Regions from separate parts of the Mus musculus genome. Here region 2 is linked to region 1. A link is a contact called in public Hi-C data. All regions are on one chromosome and are shown on one strand. The core of a region is the stretch at or near the end of the contact, and the rest is flanking DNA. Distances in the headings are between cores, read along the strand shown.

Region 1 (6,879 bases), core at 2,460-4,959:
CTTTAAGCATTCTTAAATATCCTGAATATGAGCCTTTTGTCAGGTATATATTTTGCAAATATTTTCCAAAGGAGAAAGGTTTTCATAAACTCAGTTTTTCTCATCTTGTCTTATAGATTGTACTTTTCAAGTTCTCTTTAAGAAGTCTGTGTAATGTGGAGCTGTGGAGATGGCTTAGGGAGGAAGTATACTTGACTTGAGTTTGGACCCAAGAGACCCGTGTAGAAAGCTAGATATGTGTCTGTAACCCCAGCACTGGGGAGCTGGAGAGAGGCTGATCTTTGCAGTTCATTGCCTAGCCTAGCAAAGTAGGTGAGCCTTGGGTTCAGAGAGAAACCCTGTCTCAAAACATAAGCTGAGCAGTGTGTGATTGAGGCAGATACCTAAAGTTGGCCTGTGGCCTAGACATGCTTGTGTGCACACATACATATGCATGCACATACACATACATATGCATGCACACACACATACATATGCATGCATATACATACAAAAGGAGAAGAAAGTCTAAACGTCAAAAGCACTTTCTCCTTTATTTTCATCTAGAAGTTTTGTGTTTTGGTGGGGCGTGTTTTGTTTTTAATTTGAAATAGGATTTCACTGTATAGCCCAGACTGGCCTGGAACTTAGGAACCTTCTGCCTGGCTTCCTAAGTGCTGGGATCACAGGAGTATACCACAACAACCTGCCTCTATGGTATATTTTGAACTAGTTTGTATGTGTGCTGTGAGGTAAGATTCAAGTTTATTTTTTCCTATATATAACCAGTTCTTATAGTCACACTTCCCCACTAGATTCTCTTTACATTCTTGCGGACAGTCAGGCGACCATCAGTGCAAGGAGTGGTTAACATGGATAATGCAGTCTGTGTTGTGGTGTCTCTTAGGAATGCTGGCATCTTGAGAAAGGCAGTTCTAGGAATCTATTCACTGATGACAGTATAAAGTCCAATGTGGAGCACCCAGCTTCAGAATAGCTAGTGTAACCTACAGAAGTCCCCTGCGATGCATAGGCTTTGGGTCTGGTTAATCATAATGTGTGATTTTTTTTTAAATAAGGTTTTTTCGGGGGTGGGGGGTGTTTTTTAAGAAATTCTTGAATTTAACTTTGCATTGCTACTTCCTGAGATACTAGTATCGGTGTATACTCATACTGGCAATGCATATTTTCTCATTTTCTGTATTTTTACCAACATTTGGTATTATCAGATCTCCATTTTTACCAGTCCTATATACAGCCGTGTTTTGCTCTGCCCTTTCTTGTTTTTAAATAGAAATTCAATGTCATCATTCCGTCCTGGGAGAGGGCACAGTGAGAGTCGCAGGACCGTGTTTTACACCAATGAAGAGTGGGAACTTCTAGACCCGCCTCCTAAGGACCTGGAGGAGTCCCTGGTACCAGAAGAGAGGAAGAAGCCGATGCCTGAGGGCAGTAAAGGTGTGTGTGTTCCTGTGCCCTGTTGCTCTCTCTGCCCCTGGGATAGAGGAGACTCTTGACTGGCAAGTCCCTAGAAGCATAAAGCATAGGCCCTTGTGTTATAGGAGGGGGATGGTGATAGGGGTGTGGGCAATGATTCTTAAAGGTTTGTAAAGGGCTGCAAGAAACAGATGTCCAAGCAGCTACAAACCTCCTCCGGGAGATTTGATATGTTATGCCTCTGTGCATCACAGAGGTGCTGCCTGAAGAAACTTTGTACTTATTAAGCCAGGCATTATGTCATATACCTGTAGTTCTGGGGCCAGGGAGGTCGAAACAGGAGGATTGCATGTCTCAGAAACATACACACACACACACACACACACACACACACACACACACACCATCTTTATTTACAGAAATTTGATAAGTACTCCAAAAAAAGAGAACATAGTATCATAGATTCTGGAGAAGTGGTTAGATTAGTTGTATTCCTATTACTGTAACAGGTAGCTGAGGGAAGCCATCTTATGTAGAGAAACGGTTTATTTTGGTTCATAGTCGTAGAGATTTTATTCTATGACCACCTGAACCCATTGCTTTGTGCCTGTAGAAGTGCATCATTGTGGGACTGTGTGGCCAGAAAGCAAAAGAGAGAAGGCAGCCCGGGGTACCACTGTCTAAAAGACTTCATATTAAGCTTTCATCAGTACCAGCAAGCTGCTGGCTTAAGGCATTAACACATGGGCCTTTGGGAGACATGCTAGATCCAAACAAGGCCCCAAGTCCGAAAGCACTTGTGCACTTGTGCCTCTGTGAGCTGTCACATATCAGGCACACCAGGCCTCCAGTGCCACCTGGGTGCCAGGTACTGCCACCCACCCAGTCTTCCAGTCTCTGCGTGACCCCAGGGAGCCACCGATGCCTTTGTCTCCCCTAGCTTTAAATAATCAAAAGGCCGTAGTACTTTTGTGCCTCAAGCTTGTGTTTTTGAGTGTACATTTGAATTATTTGGGTCAACTTATACATAAAGTCTCACTTTAAAAAGTGTATTTAGACTTTTAAAAAATCCATTTTGTTTTTGTTTTTAGCCAAAAACAAATGTAAAAGTAAGAAGCCAGGGCTTGCCTGGTGCGCCTCAGTTGTCTTCGTGATACTCATACTATAGTCTTCTGTAAAGAGTGGTCCAGCAAAGACTCTGCAGCTTTAGACCTCTCGGGGCTTCTGTACAGTGAAGCAGGACAAGGAGACATGTCCAGCTGCCCTGCTTTCTGCATGGGTTGATGAGTCCACAACCCTCAGGATGATGTGTAAGAATACCAGAAGGTTTGACATGCTCAAAAAAAAAAAAAAAAAAAAAAAAACTTCTTATTTTTAAATATAGGAGTCGCTAGTTCAGGATTCCCCTTTGAATTTGGACGGAACCCTTACAAAGGAAAGCGCCCCTTGAAAGATATAATTGGGTCATACAAAAACCGCCACAGCAGTAGTGATCCTTTGCTCGAGGGAACGGCGACATCATCAGGCAGCAGCGGAGGTCCCACTAAGCCAGTCCCCGAAATGCAGCTGCAGATTCAAAGCCAGCAGGAGGAGCTGGAGCAACTCAAGAAGGACCTATCCAGTCAGAAGGTAACTGTCGCTTGATTTCTGTGTGCCCTCGGTGGGCCAGAGACTCAGGAGCCCTTCCCTGAGGCTCATGCTCTTGGGCTGCCATCCTGTGCCCTGAGCTATGCCCGTGTTTATTCAATGACCCTAGACCATGACCCTAGACAGGTTACAAGGTGCTCCTCTCAGTACCCACGCCCGGTTTCTCAGACTCGAGTTCCCTCAACTTTGCACATCCCGTCAGACAATTTTTCCAAACTGGTAAGAATTCCTTCTACCTAATTGCTAGGCAGCACAGTAACCCATAAAGCTTGGCCCCTCCCCCTTTTAATTTTATTTTTAGCTATATGTATGAGTATGTAACTGTAGGCATCCACAGAAGCCAGAAACCAATGTCCGATTCAGTGAACCTCCCAGTGTGGGTTCTGGGAATCAAGCTCAAGTCCTCTGCAAGAGCAATGTGTGCTCTTAACTGCTGAGTCATCTTCCTACCCTGCCCCTCCCCATTCCCCCCCCACACATATACACTTCTATTTATTCATTTATTTTTGAGACAGCATCTCACTGTGTCATCTAGGCTGCCCTGGAGCAGTTGATCCCCCTGCTCCCGCACTGGAGTTATAGGCATGTGCCACCACGCAGTACTTCACAGATCCCTTAGCGCCGATAAGCATGTGCCAGGAACCATTGCTAATTACAGCACGCACATCCATTATTTCCCGTTTCCTATTATTGTTCTCTTCAGGCTGTATTTGTGGAGTACATTTTTTCCCCTCTCTATTTTTGAGATCTTTCAAGAGGAAGTTCAACATTAAAATGTTTCCAGTGGAGTTTATTTCTGCATTTCCTCAGATTCCAGTGACTGCTTATATAACACTCATGATTTCTGCTTTTCTCCCCCACACCCCAGCTTTCTTACCGTTCACCTCATTGTCTTCTTGGCTCCTAGGAGCTCATTCGGCTGCTCCAGCAGACAGTCCGGTCATCCCAATATGACAAGTATTTCACGAACCCCCAGATCAGCCAGGGGGTCCCCGGGGACACACTGGAGCTCCTGCACCAGAAGGACGAGCAGATCCTGGGCCTCAGCGGCCAGCTGGAGAGGTTCGGCCTGGAGAAGGAAAGCCTCCAGCAGGAAGTGAGGACGCTGAAGAGCAAGGTGGGCGAGCTCAACGAGCGGCTCGGCATGCTGATGGAGACCATCCAGGCCAAGGACGAGGTCATCATCAAGCTCAGCGCCTGTGAGGGCAGCGTGTCATCACCCACCCTGGGGCCCAGCTCTCCTTTGGCCATCCCAGCCAGCAAGGACCAGCTGGAGCTGGACAGGCTAAAAGTAAGGGCAGACTGTGGGCTGGCTTTCTGGATAGACATTGCAAACACATTGCAAACTCAGTTAGTTCCGTCCTTAGTTCCATACCCGCTGACCCCTAGAGGTCTGGTTGTAACGGGCTGGTCTAGTAAGGGCAGAGCTGGGGAGGAGGGGCAGAACTTTATGCTCAAATCCCAGGCATGTTCAGGAACTGCCTTGAGTACGTCCAACACCCTTGCTATTGCTGTCATCACCTGGGACACTTTCAGTTCTTCCTGTCCCTGGCACAGAAAAAGCTGAAACACGCCTCCCCTCTGAATTTCCCACCTTCAAGGAGGTTGTCAGTTTCCCCTCTGTGCACATAAAGACAAACACAGACTTAATTTGTATAGCCTCCCACAGGCCTGGGTAGGCAAGCATCCTCTGGGACACTGGGCATCAGGTAGAGCCCAACCGACTCCAGCAGACCCCAGTATGTCTACCACCCCCAGTAGTTCCATGCAGCCACTGGTTCTAGGTGTTTGCATTCCAAGTGGAGTTTACCCTTGAAGAGTCCAGGTGTGTTCGCGTTGAGATCATGATAGAGCGTGTGCTTCATGGCTTCTAGCACCTTTCATTTGCCAGCAGTGAGCTGAGTGAGTGCTCACAGGCTGGGGACTGCAGAGTTGTGAACACTGAGACAGTGGCTGCAGGGCTGGGATGTGTGGGTGGGCCATTTTAGTGACAACACAAAGCCAGCATGGTGTCTTTATTTTTGTATGTCTGTAGCGTGTGCATGCGTATACTCATGCATGTGGAAGCTGGGTATTGGTACTCTTCTTCATACTGTTCCACGTTACTTTTTGAGACAAAGTCTTAACCCAGAGCTTACTAGTTAACCCGGGAACCCCAGGGACCCTCCTGCCTCCGCACTCCCTGCACAAGGGTTATAGAAGTACCATCGCACAGGCTTTTACGTGGGTGATGGGAAACCGGACTTAAGTCCGCATCCTTGTGCAGCATCGACCGTACCACCTAAGCCCTCCCCACAGCTCCCAGTCGGATTGATTAGTGAGAAACCAAAACACCTCTTACTATGCCATATTTATATCTACTATAAAACAGCCTTTATTTTATTTATTTATATTTTGAGACAAAGTTTCATGCTGTAGTTTATGCTGACCCAGAAATCACTGTAGCCCAGGTTGGCCTCAAACTCAAGTCAACCCTTTGTCCCCATGTCCGGGGTACTGAGATTCCCAGGTGTGAGTTACCACGCTTGGATGCTTGTTATTTGTTTTTGTTTTATTTTTCTTTTTACAAGAGCTCTTAGTGCTGCCTATAGAAGGCAGTTAGTTTATATACTCAAACCTTCCTAGTTCTTCCGTGTCTTATCAGGACACACTACAGCCTCAAGAAAGTTCAGTCTGGAGGCGGGGGAGTATCCAGAAAAGTCTGTAGAAATGGTCAGGGCCAGAGGGAGGACGTGGTTACAAAAGATGGAATTTATAAGGCATCTTCACCAACCACAGCCTTAAAGATGGTTGGCTCTCCTTCATCTTTATTTAGAAGCCTCCTTGACTTATCACGAGGATGATCTAAGGGGTGTGTGAACTTGTTTTCAGGGCATTTTACATGAACACTCTTCCCTGCTCAGCCACACCTTCCTTCTAGTAGAACAGGGGAAAACTTGTGACCACAGGAGCCTGAGGCAAGCCAGACCTCTGAGTTCAAAGCCAGACTGGTCCACATAGTGAGTTCCAGGACAGCCAAAGTTACATAATAGATCCTGTCTTTACCAGAAAGAAAGATAGGAAGAAAGGAAGGAGGGGAAAAAAAGAAAACCTTTGTCTCCAACCTTTACATTCTCTAAATACAAAATAAATGTTGCAGAAGTAAACAGTTGGCCAATCCAGTGAAGTGCCGACTGTGTTCTTGATAATTTGGGAGGCGGTGCTGGGGTCTGGACCCAGGGCCTTGTATCTGATAGGCAGATACTTTACCACTGACCTCCACCCTCTGTCCTAATGTCCTCCTTCAGCTTTCCCACAGTTTGAGTGCTCTCCAAAGTCCCTGATGCACCACAGATCATAGTGTTCATCATTGCATGCCTTTCTTAATTAAGGGCTTTTGCATATTTTTATAGTCTTTTAAAAATAGAACTATATAAGTAAAAATGAGAACCTACTTAGAATACAGTCAGTGTCTCTGGTTTAAAATAATATTAAATGACTGCTTTTTCTCATCAACGACTGTGTGACTGGAGTTAGAAAGTGCACCCTGTTTACTTCTGCCGTCAGCTGAGAAAAACCAGCGCTGCTGAGTAAATATTCTCCCACCTCCTCCTGCTGCCACAAATGGCCAAAAAGATTCATCAGAAAGCTCCTACTAATGTCTTCCAATTTGTTTAGAACTTGCTCTCACTTGGCAGGCCTCAAAGATGCTAATTACATAGAATAATTAGCCAACATGCAACCCACATCAGTTGATTAAAAAAAAATTTTTTCCCCCAACAGGATAGTCTGCAAGGGTACAAAAGCCAAAATAAATTTCTAAACAAGGAAATTTTG
Region 2 (6,797 bases), core at 791-3,290, 44 kb before region 1:
ACTCTTCCCAGCTCTTCCCCTTTCTGTAGCATTTCAAAGTCATACCCATCCTGATGGCCTTCTCCACAAGCCAATTAGTCATAGGCCCTTGGATCCACAGAGTGAGGCTCAGATTGAACTTGGTTCCCCTCACTCGCTGGAGCAACCCAGCTGGCACGAAGCACAAAGGACTCTAGCCTACTGCGCACATAGACCGGTAAGACTGACAGATTCCTCTCTCTGGATCTGCTTACGGAGGAAGAAGCAACACTAATGACAATAACAATGGCAGTAAACAAAAGACTGCCACAAAAGGAAGTTAAACAGCCTGATCTAAGCTTCAAATGGGCAGTCTACTTTGGTGTCCTTGTCTTTTCTGGGGTGTGTGCGCATGCGTGCACATGCGAGTGAGCGCTCCAGAAAGAGAGAGCGCACTCGCACATGCACGAATTTAAAATAAGCAAGAGGGGGTGCATAGGGTTGGAGAGATGGCTCTGCAGCTAGAAGCACTAGTCCCTCTTGAAGAGGTCTTGGATTTGGTTTTCAGAACCCACGTGGTAGCTCACCATTATCTGTAACTCCAGCTCTATGGGATCATGCACCCTCTTCTAGTGGTATATTTGATATGTCCTCACAAATATAACTAGAATGTCTACTTCTCTTTGGGAAAGGTGAGCTTTGTACTCATCCTTCCTTCGCCTGGAATGCTGTTCCCCTCCTCAGTCTCTAGTTACCGTTCCCCCTCCCATCTGACGTAGGTCTCTGCTCACTTCTTAAGATCTGCCTCCTCTGACCAACCTACAAAAGTAGCTTACCTTCATCTTCCTTTACAAACTCCATCCTTTTACTATGTTTTGTTTTGTTAAGCACTTAAAAACACCTTGTGAGGTTGTTCTGAGGGTTCAAATAAGTTGATACAGGAAGTACTAGGAAGCTGGGTGGGGCTAGCACATTCCTGTAATCCTACCACTTGGGAGGTGGAGGCAGGAAGATATCCAAGGCTCAGTGCCAGCCCAGGCTATGTGGAGAGAGCTTGTCTCAGTCCTACATTCCCGACACCCTCAAGTAATCACTGGCAAGTGATGTCTTATAGTTAGGGTCTCTATTGCTGTAATAAAGAACCATGACCAAAAGGCAGGAACCTGGAAGCAGGAACTATGGAGGACTGCTCCACACAGCTTGCCCTCTTATGACTCGCCCGTCACTGTTTCCCCAGCCTGCTTTCTTACTTCATCCAGGACCACCTGCTCAGGGGTGGCACGGTCCACAGTGGGCTGGACCCTCCCACATCAATCATCAATCAAGAAAATGCCTCCCAGACTTGCCAGCTTCCCCCCCCCCCCAATTAAAATTCCTTTTTCCCAAAGGACTATAGCTTGGGTCAAGACAACAAAACACTACCAGCACAGTGGTATTTTAAGCAACCATCCTTATTTCCAGGTCATAAGGGCATTTGTGCAGCAAAACAACTTCTATTTGTTTGCCTTTTAAAATGTGTGAATTATTGTTGTGCTTTATTAGAATATAATCTCCATGAGGCTAGGAAGTCACTGCCAAGTCTCCAGTGTGTGAATCCTACACAGAACGCCCTCCATAAATTTTTTTTCATTCAGTGAACAAACCAGGATGTAGAGAGGCAGTACATACTTTGGCTTCCATTCACAAACTCTACAAATATTTACCGAACACCCACTCTGTACCAGGCAACAGGCGCTCTCATTTTCGTAGTATGAGCCTATGACTGGCTGGACACGGATTTTAAAATCAAAGCTTATTCGGAGTTCAGGGCAGTGTTAAGTAGACTTTCCTTAGTTTTTTTTTAGAAACCCACTCGTGGAATCCACGCTCGCATAAAGAAACAGAACTTTTTCTCCCGGGATAGGGCGGACCTTGAATGCCCAAAAAAACAACTAGTAGAGGACGGGTGGAGCTAGCCTGGATCGCTAAAGAACCCAGGCTACCCACGCTGCGGGGGCGCGGCGGGGGCGGGACTACAAGTCCCAGGCTGCTCAGCGCGCCACGGCCCTGCGGAGGGCGCGGCGCGGGGAGGTGGGCGCTGCGGCGGCGGCCCGGAGGAGCGCGGGGCGGGAGCGCGGGCGCGGGCGCCGGCGGCAGGCCATGCCGGGGGCCGGGGACGGCGTGGAGGAGAGCTGCAGTGGTGGTGAGGGAGCGGTACCGGGAACAGGCTCGGAGGCTGGGGCGGTGGCGGGACGGGAGCCCTCGCGGCTGTGCGGCTACCTGCAGAAGCTGTCGGGCAAGGGCCCGTTGCGCGGCTACCGCAGCCGCTGGTTCGTGTTTGACTCGCGCCGCTGCTACCTCTACTACTTCAAGAGTCCCCAGGACGCTCTGCCGCTCGGCCACCTGGACATCGCCGACGCCTGCTTCAGCTACCAGGGCCGCGATGAGGCTGCGGAGCCCGGAGCAGATCCGCCCACACACTTCCAGGTGCACAGCGCCGGTGCAGTCACCGTGCTCAAGGTGGGACGATCGCGCCCCGGTGCCCACTCGTGTCCCGTCAGCAGATTTCCCCCTCCACCTTCCTTCCTTGTCCCAAAGGCCTCCTCCTGTCCTGCCCAAGCCTCTCTTTGCCACTGCCTACTCTGATTCCTTCCTCATTCTTATCTTTTTTTGCCCTTTACCTGTGCTTGGACTATGAGGCTGAGTCAGGGTTGGGGGTTACACAGCTAATCTTTTGACACTTTGACCCATTATCTCCCGATACGCCTTTCCTCGCTTCCCTCCTGTGTCCACGCTCACCATTCCTTGGATGCTGTGGGAGACCCTCCCACAGTTGCAGGCTTCCACCCTCCATCCCTGCCTAATTTATAACTCCTCCTGTGACCTTGGGTCCTCTGAAAGACCCCTCTGTGCTTCAGCTGCCTGCTCTGTAAAGTGGGGACAACAGTATTGGGATTAAGTGGTTTCCACTCTCAAGTGTTTAGTAAATATGGTACATTGAGTGCTATAGCCAGAGGCAAGTGATACCAGGGCCCCGGGAACTAATTTGCCACAGCCCCCTCTAGAGAGGTCGGGGTACTCCAGCAGTGCCCACTCTTGCTTCTTGGAAAAGGTGGGAGGGGTTGCTTCAGCTTATGGGAGGCTTCCTTAGGCTTCCCCAGAGAGATTTGAGTATTGGAGGCTTGGCAATGGTCACCAGTCCCGGGGCAGCATTTCCCTGTTGCTGAGAGTTCTAAAGGCCAGGACCTTGACATCTCCTAGGAATGGTCCTGTTTGGAGCACCCAAGGGCCTGGACCCCTGGCCTAGGGCTGGGCTGCCTCTCACTCTGGGCCTTGCTCCCCGCTTGGTTCCCTGAGTCTCCACCCTCCTTTTTCTGGCTTCTCTTCCGTCTTGCAAGCTGGGCTTTCTCCAGAGCCACAGGGCTGGGCTTGAAGCAGCAGCCCTCTCAAAGCTGGCCAAGTGGAGAGTGGCCTTGTGAGCATGCAACTGTTCCTGAGCTCTGCAGACCGTGCAGCAGCTGGAGCTGTTCCCTGAAGCCCTTTCTCAGAGCTTTGTCGACTCAGCAGAGTCTGACTGGGGGAACAGGGGTGGAGGGGGGGGGGATGCTGTGATGTTCCCCCCCACTAGCAGATGCATAAAATGTTTCTCTAAAGGAAGCCAAGCAGGCCTGCAGTTCAACTTGAGGTAACTCAGTGTCTGTGTAAACTTGGGACTGGCTCCCAGAGCGTCCACAGGGAGCTTTGTCAGAGGCAGATGCTTGCCCTCTGTGTACATGTGGACCCTGGTGAATTTCCGGTGGAATTGCCTGTGAAAAAAAGAAAACTGAGCTTCCTGTTTCAGATTCTCTCAGATAGCTTTAGAACTCTCTCCCTACCAGGTCTTTCATTTTTTAAAAGCATCTAAGCAGCGGCAGCATCTGCCTAAGTGAAGTTACAGTGCTTAATGGACGGCTTTGGACCTGGATAGATTTGAACTTGCAGCCTGAGTCATCAACCATGTGGATTGGACACATTTTATCACTTCTCTGTCTAGTTCCTGCTTTGGTCTAATAGGAATTTCACCCCTCCCCCGCCCCCACCCACCCACCCCCCCCTCCCCCCGCCCTGTGGATGGCAGCAAGGGCTCTAGGAAACATTACGGAAAAAGGCTGGCACGTTGTAAGCACTACCTGGCAGACATCTAAAACAGCAGGCACTGTCTTTGACCGAATATGTGGTATAGTCTGTTGAATTAAATATTAATTGGGGACTACTTAACAATAGTCATTCTGGTCATATAACAGAATGTTATGGGTAATAAACAGGAAATCAGAGTTGTATGTGTCAGTCTGTCTGTCACAAATGTAAAACTGAGCAAGGAATAAGTTACAGAAATGATACCTTTTATGTAAGGATTAAGAAGTTTATATGCAGTATCAACCTTAAGGATCTATGCTGTGCCCTGCAGGGAGTTGGGAAGCTACGTCATAGAGACAAGCCCTGGTTTCAGGGTGGTAGATAACTCTGATAGGAAGATAGGATTATGGAAGGGGATGGATATTCTAGGGCTTCTACTCTGGCTCTGCAAGGCATTTCACCTGAGACTGGGTCATAGCTGCACCAGGGTTGATTGTGTTTTACAACGTATCCTTCCATAGCCCTGGTCAGCCTTGCACTCAGAGTTTCAGTGCCTCTGCCTCCTGAGAGCAAAGATTTAAACTTTTTTTATTTTACATATATGAGTATATGTATATGTCCTGGTTCCTGCACAGGCCAGAGAAGAAACCTGAAAACTGGAGTTAATTACAGTTGTGAGCTGCAGTGTGGGTGCTGGGAATTGAACCTGGGCCCTCTGTAAAAGCAGGTGCTCTTAAGCTATTACACTTCTGGCCCCTGATACTGTTTTGTTTTGCCTTTTTAAGAGGAGGAGGGGGACACGTTCTCATGGGTTACTGACCCACCTGATTTTCATTCAGATTTTCACAGGCTTCATGAATATTCATGCAGACCTTTTTTTTTAAACTTTCTTTTATTTTATGCCTACATTTATGAAAGTGTGCCGTGCCTGTGTGTGTGTGCTGTGCCTGTGGAGACCAGAAGACTTAATCAGATCTGGAAGCAGAGTTACTGACAGTGGTGAAATACCAGGGAATTGCTAGGAACTGAACCCTGGTCCTCTACGAGCGCAGCAAGTGCTCTTAACCCCTGAGCCGTTTCTCCAGCCCTCATGCAAGACGGTTTCCTATGGAAAGTTAGAGTGTTGGTCTGACAGAGGTGGTGGGAATGGGAAAAGGCAGGGCTTTCCTGAAGAGAAGGGCATCTGAGATTCAGGGGCCAGAGTCAGGGTGGCTTTGTTCTCTAAGTGGATTTTACGAGACTGGGAAGAACTGCTTAAGAGGACCTACATTTGATCCCCAGCACCCAAGTGAAAGCTGGGCATGGCATCAATGTACCTATAACCCTGCTGGAGAGAAACAGGGTCCCTGGAGCTGCCTGGCTAACCAGTCTAGTCAACTGAGGGCTCTAGACACAGCAAGAGACCCTATCTCAAAACATCCAACATTAATTAATCTCTCTCTCTCTCTCTCTCATAAGCATAGGGACAGGCACATACATACATACATGCATACATATACACACAAGGAGAACTTCAGGACACAGTAGTTCCTCCTGAGCTGCTAGAGTAAAAAATGTACATTGGAAAAGCGGGAAAGGACCGGTCATCCTCCTTCTCATGTGATCTGATTCCCGTGAGCATGGAAGCTTAACACAAAGGCCAGGAGAGACCGCGGTTTCCAAAGAGCCGGTGAGGGCTTATCCCTGCTCCAGTTCGAGTCTGCATATAACTGCAGGCGCCATTTCTTCTGGAAAGGATGAGTTAAAAAGAGAAGAAAAGCAGTGATTTGCTTATTACGTATCATCATGTGTTTCTTATTTTAAGCATCTTGCAGCCTTCTCCGGAGAAGCTGTGGCTTCATTGGGCTTTTTCAAAATGCCTGACTGCTTAAGTCTTAATGAAAGCTGAGACTGGAATTTCTTGGTAAACTCCTCTATTCTTAAAGTCAGGGATCTGGTCCAGAGCCCTATTTTACAGATGCAGGAAAGGAGGCCTGAGAAGGGGCTAGGATCTGCCTGAGATCACAAGGCTAGACTCAGGCCATCTGAAAGCAGAGTCTCTGGCAACGGGGAGTGTTCAAGTCCCATTATCTGCTTTGGCAAATCTTCTCTCCAGACTTTGGGTTCTGTCTTGTTTTGGACTAGGTAAAGTCTAGTGGCTTTCTGCCTTCACTCAGTCCCTTGTAATGCAGCGAGTACCTAGAACCTTGTCCTGTCTGGTTCTGCTAGCTGGAGGCATTTTAGCTTTAATGTAGAAGCTACTGCAAAGGCCTAGAAGAGGCAGGTGCTTCCTGTGGAGTGTATGCAGGGTGCTAGAGGCTTCTTTTCCAACTTTCCTGGGACCAGAGGCATACCGATATTTCTAGATTTGAACTGGTATTGGGAGTTAAGAAAGCATGTGACTGAATGTGGGCAAAATTAGGACGTCCTTGCCCTAGCTGATCTCTGCAGTCCTTGGAGCAGGATATATCATCATAGTGGCCACAAAAGAGTTTCCTCCGTGTTCTCCCTTTCTTGTAAGCATTTGGTGCTCACGTGGACATGTGTGTGTTGCCTGTCCGTTTCCGAATCACACGTAACTGAACAACTACGGATCCCTACTCTTCAGCCCCGTTTTGTGAGAGAAGTGCCCATTCCCTGGAGCTGAGCGGCTCTCAGCTTAATGACAAACATTTGTTGGTGTGGGTAATCATAGTGTGCTGGACACAGAATAGATGTGGTAAACCAGTCTCCCTTGCTGAATGCTTCTGCTAAGCTGTTCTGCA

The links. Hi-C and Micro-C count contacts between places; a contact is called where the count stands out from the background.
Region 2: a contact with region 1 is called in a Hi-C map of cerebral cortex, with 2.8 times the contacts expected there. The contact joins the promoter of Tbc1d2b here to the enhancer-like site in region 1. A contact is called at or near these places in 12 of 39 promoter capture datasets (the 3T3-L1 cell line, the HPC-7 cell line, cranial neural crest and 6 more), 1 of 15 datasets of contacts at CTCF or cohesin (CD8 T cells), 44 of 484 Hi-C or Micro-C datasets (CD4 T cells, CD4 single positive thymocytes, CD8 T cells and 29 more), 10 of 115 datasets of contacts at active chromatin or transcription factors (the HPC-7 cell line, bone marrow-derived dendritic cells, bone marrow-derived macrophages and 5 more) and 5 of 9 other capture datasets (adipose tissue, bone marrow-derived macrophages, embryonic stem cells and 2 more).

What each region holds. Positions count from the first base shown.
Region 1 is chr9:90,223,496-90,230,374 of GRCm38.p6, reverse strand. Tbc1d2b (TBC1 domain family, member 2B) reads left to right here. Exons shown (of 13, transcript NM_194334.2): 4 at 1,274-1,437; 5 at 2,801-3,045; 6 at 3,971-4,354; 7 at 6,826-6,879. Among named protein-coding and RNA genes, the nearest start is that of Tbc1d2b, 44 kb to the left of the region's middle. Within about 2 kb of position 3,709, at least 26 of the 459 cell types and tissues checked have an H3K27ac peak or open chromatin away from gene starts, as enhancers often do. A contact at or near this core is called in adipose tissue, bone marrow-derived macrophages and cerebral cortex, where this site is marked.
Region 2 is chr9:90,266,012-90,272,808 of GRCm38.p6, reverse strand. It overlaps Tbc1d2b (TBC1 domain family, member 2B), which reads left to right and starts at 2,040. Exons shown (of 13, transcript NM_194334.2): 1 at 2,040-2,457. The coding sequence starts at 2,098.